Regions from separate parts of the Triticum aestivum genome. Here region 2 is linked to region 1. A link is a contact called in public Hi-C data. All regions are on one chromosome and are shown on one strand. The core of a region is the stretch at or near the end of the contact, and the rest is flanking DNA. Distances in the headings are between cores, read along the strand shown. Region 1 has its middle 200 kb from the start of LOC123159337. Region 2 holds the start of LOC123159337 (protein NRT1/ PTR FAMILY 4.6).

Region 1 (6,218 bases), core at 2,958-5,457:
AGGAGATGATCATGACAAGATTCGTTGTGCATGGCCATGTAGCTCTCTGATCATGTTATATCCAACAGTACATCTATGGTAGTACTGCCAATGTATTAATGCGTGTAGTTAAACTGGGATGGACGACATATATACTACTCCCTTCGCTCACAAACATAAAATAAAATATTCTAACATTTTTCGAATTGGAAGTACATAGTTGCAGATTATTTGAAGCATCGAATGAAATTAGAGTATCTACAGCCGGGCACTCCAAACCCGCCTTGTATGCCTGGGCAGGCCGCCTAGCCACTGACTGGTCACAATTTTTCGACCCAAACAGCCCCTCAAACAGGCATCAAACGCCCAGGCTGACCGGCACCCCTCATATCCAGTCCAAATATGGGATGCACGGGCGCGTCTAGGACTGACGAAGGCGTCCCACATAGATTCGCCCGGAAACCCGGCTGTCTGACGGACGCCTCCTCCGTCGCTGCGTGGCATCGCTCCGGCTCGCCACCCGAGACCAAATCTGTCGATTTAAGCCGGTCGACGTCCCGCAACTATAGCCATCCACGTCCCCCTCCCCTCCCCGTGCCGCCAGCCCGAACCCATCTGCCTCCTTTCTCTCCCTCTCCCGCTCCGGCGCTCTGCCATGGTCCGGAGAAAGATCACCTACTACGCAATGCTCACGCCGAAGCATCGGGATGAGATTCAGCAGGAGATCCGGGCGAGGCAAGCCACACGCGCCGCCCGCATCGCTCTCGGGCTGCCTCCGGACTCGCCGGAGCCGAAGGAGGAGGAGGGAGAGGAGCTGGCTCCGATGAAGATGGAGGGGGTGGATGAGGCGGAGCAGCCGAAGCTGCCAGAGCAGGAGCTGTCCGGTTCCTACATGGAGAAGGCAGAGTTCGTCGTCGCCCAATCGGAGGAGATGGCGAAGCAGAAGGCTATCCTAGAGTCCATCTAGGATGAGGCATGTGTGGAAGCCAACCGGGCGTTCCTTCGGCAGGAGCAGGCGGCTTCCGACGCGCTCTTCGCCGAACTGGACGCGGAGATAGAGAAGGAGGAGTCCGAAGCGGAGCAGCCGGAGCTGCAACTGCCGGCCATGTTGTCGGAGCCGGACATGGAGATAGTCGACATATCCGACGATGAGTAGCTAGATAATCGACGTTGTACGTAGGTTTATTTTGTTTGCAAGTCCTTATATGGATTTAAGAATCTAATATGAGATGTCGAATGCAACTCATGAGATTTAAGACGAGCACGGTTAGTGGGTCGGACCGGATGTGTCTGTGGACGTTTAAGAGATCATATTTGACATAGCCAGCTGTAGATGCTCTTACATACCTTTGTTTACAAACTCACTCCTTTGGTTCATATCAACCAACGTCACAGCTGGCACGCGTGTTGCCCAATATGCCCATTCGACGTCCGTCCGCGAGTTTGAGCGAAAAGTCAGGGAGGACTTTTGCATCATGTTAGGCTGATCAATACCATAACCGTGAGTACGTAGCAGCCATGCGTAAATAAAATAAGCTTTGACTTTGCCCTTCTGCAAACGCATCACAAGAAGGCCGCAGCAAATAAACTAGGCAAGTTTGCATGTGAGGGGCTGGGCAGCTGTGTATATATTGGCGCGACACTCAGATCCCTACTCCCTTCGTTCCTAAATATAAATCCCTTTAAAGATTCTATAATAAACTATATACGGTGTCAAATGAGTGAATCTATACTCTAAAATATATCTATGTACATCCGTATATACATTATTTAAAAACGACTACAATTCTTGTGTTGAGTATGTAAAGGTAGACTAAAAGCATCTACAACCGGACGCCTCAAACCATCCCTCATACACCCGCGAACGCGCCCGGTCAACGATCAGACAGGAGAGAGAAGGAAAAACGTGACCCAACCGGACCCCTGATATCATCCATATATGCCCGGGCTGTCCACGAACCCGCATATACATCTCAAATATGAGGAGGATATGAGGGCTCGCGGACGCGCCCGGGCATTCCGCCACGTAGGATGCGACCCTATCCCGAACCACCTTTTCTTTTTCTTTATTCATTCTTTTATTTATTTCTTTTCATCTTCACCAATCACGTGCAAGTGACAGGCATATGAGAAGAAAAATGAGGAGTATGCCTGCGCAGGCGGATAAATGAAGGCTCAAACCGGACACATCTAATCACTGACCGGACGCGTCCACGGACGTTTAAAAGATTATATTTGCTATGTCCTGCTTTAGATGCTCTAATATGTTTCTTGACTTACAAAGACTTCTGGACTTGAATAGTTTGAATGGCACATGCATACCTGTCAAGCCAGTCTAGTCGCTAAACGTCGCTGCCATGCGCAGATGGACGCGTGTTATACCGAAACCCAGAATATGTATGGATGGCTAGTTGCTCTAAAAGATAGGTCAGCGACGTAAAAGATATGTAGGAGAAAATTTTATTTCTTGGTGTACTTAGCCTAATTCTGTTTCAAGTAAACATTACACTTCTATATAGTAGTTCACTTTTCATTCAAAAATACTTATCAAAGAAATGGATGATATAGACATAGTTTAGTTCTAGCTGCATCCAATTCTATCAATTTCTTCGACAAGTATTTTTCAGATGGAGGAAGTATGAGTTTGCATGCATGGAGTTTTACACGCTATATGATGGTAAAAACTGCAGACAAAAGGTGAGCCTATAATCAGTTGAACTTTCTTCGACGGTATTAATCCTCCTTTGAGTGTATGTTGGAATTTTAGTTCTAGTTGCATCCAATTCTATCAATTTCTTCGATAAGTATTTTTCAGACGGAGGAAGTATGGGTTTGCATGCATGGAGTTTTACACACTATATGATGGTAAAAACTGCAGACAAAAAGTGAGCCTATAATCAGTTGAACTTTCTTTGACGGTATTAATCCTCCTTTGAGTGTATGTTGGAATTTTAGTTCTAGCTGCATCCAATTCTATCAATTTCTTCGACAAGTATTTTTCAGACGGAGGAAGTATGAGTTTGCATGCACGGAGTTTTACACACTATATGATAGTAAAAACTGCAGACAAAAAGTGAGCCTATAATCAGTTCAACTTTCTTGGACGGTATTAATCCTCCTTTGAGTGTACGTTGGAAATTTCGCACAGTATTTTTTTTAAGAGCTGACTTTCCAGGGCGTGTTCGGTGACGGCTAAGACTTGTTGTTAAGTGAGCATAACATGCCCACAATTGCCGTCAGAAACTCCGGTGTTCCAGAGGGTCATTGACTTATCCAGTACTCCCTCCATCCGAAAATATTTATCATCAAAATGGATGAAAAGGGATGCATCTAGAACTGAAATACATCTAGATATATCCGGTTTTATTCCTTTTTAGACAAGTATTTTCGAACGGAGGGATTATGATGGAGCAACGGCTAGGTCTCTAACGGTTTATATATGACAAAACAAAGAACAAAAGAAATCTACTAACACATAATTAGTGAATTAAAGCCGTCATAAAAAATATTACCCCCTTCTATCCATATTATTTGTCGCTGCTGACAGATTTCAAAATAGAATAGACGTACGTATGTGAGTTGAGTGGTTAGGTACATAGGCAGCCACACAATGTTTTTGTGCATCGGGTGGTACAGACGCCGGGGGGTAAACTTTCTTTTTCATCAACAAATAGAAAACGTAGAAACCCACAAATACCATGTGTGAGCAGAACGGCGCGTGTCATGGCTGAATTTGCACCCGTAGGCGGTGGTCATGCATGCAGCGGTGGTGCAGGGGTTCATGCACCAGTCGATGTTCTCACGAGCCATGTTTTCGCATGGACAGGAGCACTCTATGCAACATGCATGTAGGGATTTTTTGTGTGTGGATATATGATCCGCAAGGTGTCATTGGTGAAGCCAAGTTATCAAGGTCGCTCGTGCTCTGAGTTTTGACTGGAACCTCTCCGCCGACTGCCGGCCGGTAGGATACGAAATTGCATTCGTCGACCGAATCCATGCAAGGGCCGCGTGAGCCTACCACCTGGCATCCATGTACGTACCTCGAACGGCCGGTCGATTTGGCGAGAGGCGTGGACGGTGAAAACACGCGTGCGTGACAGAGAGAGCGCGCGCGCGACGGCTGTCGAAATCGCTCTTGACTGCACGCGAACGCACGTACGTACGTAGCGTAGACTGTAGCACAGGTCATGACCGGAGCATGCGCTGCACGGCGAGCGTACCTGACACGTGCTGCGTTTTTAGGCTTTCTTCTTATCCGGTTATCCGTTATCCCGACTAGCTGAAAGCCTAACATGTATGTTGACCGCAGGTCGTACGTAGATCCACCTGTACAGAGAAGATGTTCGAACTCTATGCGCGTATGCAGGCAGCTTCACCGCACGAGTCACTCGATGGTTGCTGACCGGCCGTTGCGCGCGGGTTCCTCCTGTGGTCATGCGAGGAAGTTACGTGCGTGTGCATGGGGATGCGGTGCGCTAGGAGGCCAGCTGGTCCGGCTGGGCGGTCGGTCGGATAGAGAGTTCCGACGCCTTTCGGTTCGGAGATCACGCGGAGACTTGACTCAGGTCGACCCTCGGCTCGGTCGAGATTCGAGCGTGCGTGCCATGGCCGTACATATCCGACACTGAGATCGAAAGCGCGCACTCGATGGATTTGCCTTTCGCGGGTATCACATATCCTGCTGGTTAATTAAGTAATCAGTTAATCAGTTAGGCATGCTAATCTGCGGCTTATACCCTTCTTCACTCAGGGTGCAACGAGTCGTCACCCGCCTAACTCTGGAGCCGCGTGATTGCGCATGCATGCACTCGTGCAGCACGTCTTCACCTCACCACGCCTGACATGCATGTCGCCGGTCGGGGCGATACGAGTCATGGCTAGCCACCGGGTCAGATGGTCATACGATCGATCACGTACGTGTGGCCGCGCCTGCGAATGCACGTGTTGAGTGGAGATGGGAATCATGCACGTTCGATCCACTTCCACGGGATCGAGAGGGAGAGGATTTTACTTCAGTGCGGCCACACACGCAAAAGCAAAGCTACTGGCGGACCATGAAAAATGAAGCACGCCTAGCTCACATACGTACGTAAGAGTATCTGCGACCGGGTGCCTTAAACCCTCCTCTTACGCCCGGACGGACGGTCTGGGCACAAAAAAATTGACCCGGTCAAACGCTTCAAATCCTCCTTAACGCCCGGACTGACCTACACCCTCGTATATCCGGCTCAAATATGGGACGGATTAGGACGAGGCCAGAAGCGTCCGTCACGCCAGACCCGGCGCACACTGACCCACCCGACCCCACATATAATCCTCCCCATTGGCTCCCCGGACCAATCACTAATAACCACACCACTCCACTTCCCTTCGCTCCACTCCGCCCCAAGCTTCCATCGGGCGATTTTCGGTCTTCTCCAGCATGGCGGGCTACAGATCCGAGTCCTACACCCCTAGATCCGTCGATCCCGAGCTCATCACATGCGGCCCCGAGAAGGAGATGACCTTTTCAGCTTGCGCTCCGCCGCTCCCATGAAGAGGCCGCCTGACGGGTGTTCGGACTCCTTCCGTCAAGAATCCATTGCGTCCGCCCAAATGGCGCATGGATCCGCCGCTGGGTGTGCCATTGCTGACTCATCGGGGGCTCGTGCGGTCCATCTGGCGTCCCAATGCGGTGGCGGATGCGCAAACTCTCCGTTAGCGCACCGAGGCGGAGGACGCGTCATGGGCGTCGTCCGACGCAAACGTGGTGCGGCATGCCCGCCATGCGAGGCAGCGGGCGCTAGAGGCGGCGGCAGGCCACGCGGCGGTGGACGTTGGCGAGGCTGAATCGCATTCTCCGGCGCTCCGTATGGTGCACCAGTCCGGGCAACGCAACCGCGTCGTCGTGGATGTTGCAGACTCATCCCAGAACGGATCCATCATCGATCTGACGTCCACCGGCAATGTCAGGGTCTCAGACTTCGATGAGGAAGAGTAGAGCATGGAAAACGGCGGTGCCTTAAGTCCCGTGAGCCGGCTCGTGTCCCATGTCCTACTCTACCTCACCGGCGACCGGGCCAACACTTTGGGGAGTGCAGCCGGCCGCCAGACATGCGCACGGCGAAGCCGGACGAGCTCCGCTTAAAGATCGGTTTATGTTGCAAGTAATGATATAGATTTGAGATTTCTAATTTAAGGTATTCAGCTATAGAATGAAATATTTAAAGCGTGATCGGTCACTGTCTGCGAACGTT
Region 2 (5,736 bases), core at 2,061-4,560, 200 kb before region 1:
AGCTAGCTAGTACGTCGACGTATTGTATAGCCTAATGCATGCTGTCACAGTACGCAGGACGTGATTAGCTAGTGAGTACACTATCAGAGTACGTAGTTCCCTTTGACCCAGGCAATCTGACCTGATCCTGCCCATGCATGCATCCTGTTCTTGGACGGCGAATAAAGTTGATGGCTACAATTAATCATTGGCCTCTCATTTCCCCCTCCTAACTTAGTACTAACCCAGATCGCAGGGAAACTACGTGCTCCAGTTGATCCATCTGTGGTGCTCCGTGTAGGGCCGGGTCTCTATATAATTTTAACAGCGAAGATCTATCTCGGACCAGACGGATGGATCCGTGAAGTGCGCCTAGCCTATATATGCAACACATGCACCACATGTCGAGGATCAAAATCGGGGTTATTATTTGACGTGATGGGCTATTAAATCTCGCCACTGTGGTTATCTCCGGACAGGTGTCGCCACTTCAACGTAGCTTTGTGTTTTAGTGCTTGGACCCATCATCCATCGTGGCTTCATTATTAATTGATTAGTGTATGATCCTTTCGGCAGCTTAAGGAGAGATTCTAGCTAAACGGTCAACATGCATGTCGTACGACGTGTACACAACCGGTCAGGGCGAAAAGGAAAAGTGAAAAGTCAATTCGGCGACGTGGCGGCACAGCTGGACAGAGTATTCCTGTGTATATCTGCCAGCTCGGAGATATGATAAGGACGGTATTAACTATATCTACTATATCCGGAAACGTCGATCTACCACCATGAGTCTGTCTATGATAGCCTACAAAAGCTTCTTTTTTTTCTTCAATATTAATTGTATCTACGTATATCCAGAAACGTCGATCTACCACGTACGATGAGTCTATTATAGCCTACGCAAGAGTTTCTTGTCGGTGCATGGATGCATGATGCGAATTTATCAGCAAAAAACGGACCGGCCAGGCAACAACTATTACTGCCAAAGATGGGGATGGCAGGTAGTGGTAGAAACTTAGATATTTCGCCGGGGGTGCATGCGTGCGTACCATGAACTCGACGAAGGCGCTGATGAGGTAGACGGCGTAGGTGGTGCAGACGGCGTCGGAGAGGAAGCCGCCGAAGAGGCCGAGCAGGAAGGCCGTCCCCATGAAGTTGGTCACCGTCGTGGCCGACTGCGCCGGCGAGTAGTGCATGGACTTCATCAGGTACGTCACCAGGTTACTCGCGTTCGCCAGGAACGCCAGGTTCTCAAGCACCTCCGCAACTGCACGCAGGAACCATAACTTTGTCAGCGATCATAGCACGTGTGATGCATATTACGTATGATGAAACAAATTTTGATCCTGCTCAGATTAACCACTAGGTTACAAGCAGGGGCGGAGCTAGACGAAATCCGAGCGAAAGAACAGCTATGAACGTAAGGTGAAAAACAATTCACAAGTTGGTTCATAGATACTTCCTCCTTCCGGAAATACTTGTCAGAGAAATGGATGTATCTAGACGTATTTTAGTTCTATATACATCTATTTTTATTTATTTCTTCGACAAGTATTTTCGGACGGAGGGAGTATTTCTGAGTGGGCAAAATTAGCATATGTAAGCTGCAGCCGCAGCATGTGCGGTACAAAAATGCTAGACATACAAAGACTTACACGCTTTTACACGCTCCTTCCATCTAACAACCAATCACAAACCTCTTCTCCCCTGATTTTCAGGGAGGTGGGCCGCCCCGCTCACCTATTAACCAATCAAGGTTAACCATTCTATAAAAGCCTGTAAATCGTTTGTACGTGTAGCATTCCCGCGTGCGGTAATAATTGAGATAACGCCCGCATTACATGGGTGGCTTTCCCGGCGCGGGCCGGCCAATCTGCTCGCCGTTACCGCCTTGCGATTCGTGCCGTTTTTAATGCGCCCGTTTTCGGACGGCCCGCGTGCCGCTCGGGGCGGGCGGGCAGGCGGGTAAAAAGCGAAGCCAAAAAAAAGGAAAGTCTTTTTGACGCCATCATGCCTTCGTCCTCAACCACCAAAGCGAGAAACAGAGGCCACTCTCGCTCACAAGCCGGCTAGCTTCTCCTCTCCTCCACACACGCGAGAAGCAATGGAGGGCCCCGCTCGTTTTCTTTCTTTCTCGGAATCAGGTCGCATCGTACGGGAGGCTTCTAGAACGGCGGGCGGGAGAGAGAGAGAGAGATCGCCGTCCCGGCACAGTGACGGAGCAGGGGCCGTCGGTTTCGCGGGGCGCATTGGAGAGCATGGATTCGAAGGCTCGTGCAAAAGCGCCATGAACTGTAGCTCGGCGCAAGTTGTGTCTGCCCTCTTGGCATGCAACTTGGCGGCAGGTAAAGGTGCCCAATTCCTGCCCAAGTTGCACGAACCCGGGAAACGGATGGAAACGCACGGCCTGCGAAAGCAAGAAATCAGGGGAGGGGGAGGAAAGGAAGGTAAGGGAAATGGAGATGGAAATCAGAGAGAGGTCGGGTCGGGTGGGGCGGCGGAGAGGGAAGGCTATGGAGCACTACATGCCCGAAAGCGGGCAGATCAGATAGGGAAAGGGCGCAGGTCCGATCAAGAAAGGAAGGGGACGAAAGGGAAGGTGCGTGCGGTGGCTTTCAGGATTGGGAAAGAGATGGCCGGCGGGGAGGGGAGGATGGACCATGAGTCCATGATGCTTGATGCATGCCCGCGGCGCAGATATGCAGGGGGTGCCCCGGGTATCCTATTCCCGCTTGTGCTCCGTCTCCTTTCCCGCTCCGGTCGGCCCCCTACGTCGCCCTCTGTCTCCCTCCGGCTCGGCCGAGAGGGTTCCGGAAGAGCCTAGAAGGGGTTGAGGAGCATGCATCGCTGCGTGATCGAGAGAGGGAGTGAGGGCGTCGGATTTGCTTACCCAGCACGAAGGAGGCGGCGACCATGCCGCCGTGCCGGCCCTTCACCGCCGGCCGGCTCCTCCAGTCCACGTACCCCTCCCACCGCTCCACCTCCCGCGTTCCGTCCTCCTGCATACAACAAGACCCGACAGATCAACACCGACAGCAACAGAACAAGAACTGCCGCATCGGCTCCAAGGAGATCGATCGATCGGTCGACTCACCATGGCGCCGCCCGCCATCAAGCCGCGGCGTGCGTGTGTGTGTGAACTCTCAAAGTCTGAAACTCTGAACTGCCGGATGAAGAGAGGAGGCCGTTCAGGAAGGCTCTCAGTCTCAGGGGAGCGCCGTGTGTTGTGTGTGACTGCCTGGCTGACGGGGGAGGAGGGGCACGGTGGCGTATTTAAAAGTGCGTGCGGACGGGGGAGAGAGCGGGTGGCTGGCTGCGCCGCTGGTGCCGGAGGGGTAGAACCGTAAAACGGCGCCACCCCCAGCCCACAGGGGCGGTTGACGGGGACTCGAGGGCACGCAGAGACGTCCATCTCAGCTCAGCATGCCCCTCTTCCTCCTCTTGCGCGACGCAATATTGTCTTCTTCTCGTGCCGCACGTTTTTCTATTTTCGTTTTCTCGTTTCCATTTTCCATTTTTATTTCATTAATGGGGTGCATTTACAGGGATTATCTGGACTGATACGGCGTAGTATATCCAGCTGTATTCGGTGGGTTTGTAAATGAGCACGTGCAGGGATGCATCGTGCAGGGTTTGTAAATGAGCACGTGCAGGGATCAAACATCAAGGATGATGTTTGATCGAAAACGCTAGGACGACCTACTTCGACATGCTTTGTCAAGCGCGCAGTGAGCAAGCGCCAGTGATAAGAGCATCTAAGGCCGGGCATCTCATACCCTTTTCAAACGTTTGGGCAGCCCGTCTGTTCATTGACCGGTTAAAAACTCGACCCAAACGAACCTCACAAACCATGAAAAAATGCCGGGCTGTCCGGCACCTCTCATATGCAGCCCAAATATGGGGCGGATATGAACGGCCTGGGCACGATCGGGCAGGCCGTCCGGTCACTGACCTATTTTTGCCATTAATGATGCACTATAGGTGCGCCACTATTACCACGCCATTAGTAACAAATATTAATGGCGCACATTTAGTGCGCCATTACCATGGCTAAAAGTGCGTCATTACTATCTGACTTAGTAATGACGCACCACAAGTGTGCCATTACTAACAATTTTTTTTTCAATTTTTTTCCTCAATCACCCATCCTCACACTACTCCAACCCGAGCACGCTTAACTTTGCAGTTCTATCCAACCCCAGCACCAACTCACTTAACAGGCACTTGTTAATATATCTATCATATAAATCCTATTAAACCTTGTTGATGTGTAGGACTTTGTTCATGTTCATGAGTGTGATGAAATTTTGAAAAAATATTTTAAACTTCCCCGTCATATTACGTATCATATTTTGAAAAAAATTCCAAAAGCAAAATTCGAAACCAATTTCTTTTTCTGTTACTAGTGGCGCACCTAGCAAAAGGTGCGCCATTACTAACTTTGAATTTATTTTTTTTCTGTTTTTCACCCTCTAGATCTTAAAAGCCCCGTATCGTTTATTCTGCTAAGTTTTTGGGGATTCTAAAAATCTTCAACGGGGTCCCGTATCTTTTCGAGTAGATGATTTTTCATATTAAAAAACTTTTTAATCCGAGTTCGTATGCAAAAGTTATGCCCATTTTACAAATCCAGAGAGATTTTGCAAATAAAGTCGAAATCCATATTTGTAAATTTCCCCAACAAGTAGACCACATATCACATGAGAAACTTATTTTTTTGACATTTCCATCATTTTCTTTTATTTTTTTTAAACTGGAAAGGCGGTCCACAGGGGGTGCATTCGGTGGAATTTTTGTCGAAGTTAGTAATGGCGCACCGTGGGTGTGGCGCGTCATTACTAGTTAAACTAGTAATGTCGCATAATCCCCGGGTGCGTCATTACTAGTTTTGAAAAAAAAAATTGTTAGTAGCGGCGCACCGAGGGTGTGGTGCGCCATTACTAGTTTTGGAAAAAAAATTGTTAGTAGTGGCGCACCGAGGGTGTGGTGCGCCATTACTAGTTTTGAAAAAAAATTAAAAAAAATTGTTAGTAGTGGCGCACCGTGGATGTGGTGCGCCATTAGTATTTGAAGTTTAATGGCGTAACTATATATGATGCGTCACTGCTATATAGCAGTGGCGCACCACATACGTGGTGCGTCATTAATGTCCATATTAGTTATAGCCATTTTTCTAGTAGTGCAACACGGACCTCTCAAACCGCGGACAAACGCCCGGGTAGACCGACACCCCTCATATTCAGCCCAAATATAGGACAGATATGGGCGGTCCGGGCACATCCGGGCAGGCCGACCAGTCACTGACCAGTAAAAAAAATCCACCCAACTGGACCTCTCAAACTGCGGACAAACGCCCGGACTGACCGGTACCCCTCATATCCAACCCAAATATATGGCGGATAGAGGGATGGCCCGGGCACGCCCGGTCGCGTCCACTTGACTGGCCTGGCCCACCACCGACCCCACAAAAAACCCCAATCCGGGCGGCGAGATCAAACCCTAGCTCACTCTATCCCTTTCTCTTGCTCCGTCCACTCCTCTTCCTCTCCGGTGCCGATCCCATCCACCACGATGAGCAGCTCCGGCAGTGACTCCGGCTCGGAGCTCGACTACAAGGAGGAGATGGCCCTCCGCATTACGCTGGAGTGGTCCAAGGTGAGACTAGCGGCAACTTTGGATCTGGAGCGTCACTGCAACTCCCGCGTCGGCGGAGCGCGGATACCGGAACTAGACCTTCCCGGCCCGTACGCAACGACG

The links. A called contact is a pair of places that touch in the nucleus more often than the background predicts.
Region 2: a contact with region 1 is called in a Hi-C map of leaf, with 2.7 times the contacts expected there. The contact joins the promoter of LOC123159337 here to the enhancer-like site in region 1. A contact is called at or near these places in 5 of 5 Hi-C or Micro-C datasets (leaf, root and an unstated tissue) and 1 of 1 datasets of contacts at active chromatin or transcription factors (leaf).

The regions. Positions count from the first base shown.
Region 1 is chr7B:487,732,025-487,738,242 of IWGSC CS RefSeq v2.1, reverse strand. No RefSeq gene overlaps it. Among protein-coding and RNA genes, the nearest start is that of LOC123159337, 200 kb to the left of the region's middle. Within about 2 kb of position 4,207, at least 1 of the 8 cell types and tissues checked has an H3K27ac peak or open chromatin away from gene starts, as enhancers often do. A contact at or near this core is called in leaf, where this site is marked.
Region 2 is chr7B:487,928,907-487,934,642 of IWGSC CS RefSeq v2.1, reverse strand. LOC123159337 (protein NRT1/ PTR FAMILY 4.6) reads right to left here and starts at 3,310. Exons shown (of 4, transcript XM_044577161.1): 1 at 3,074-3,310; 2 at 2,870-2,978; 3 at 1,029-1,246. The coding sequence starts at 3,091.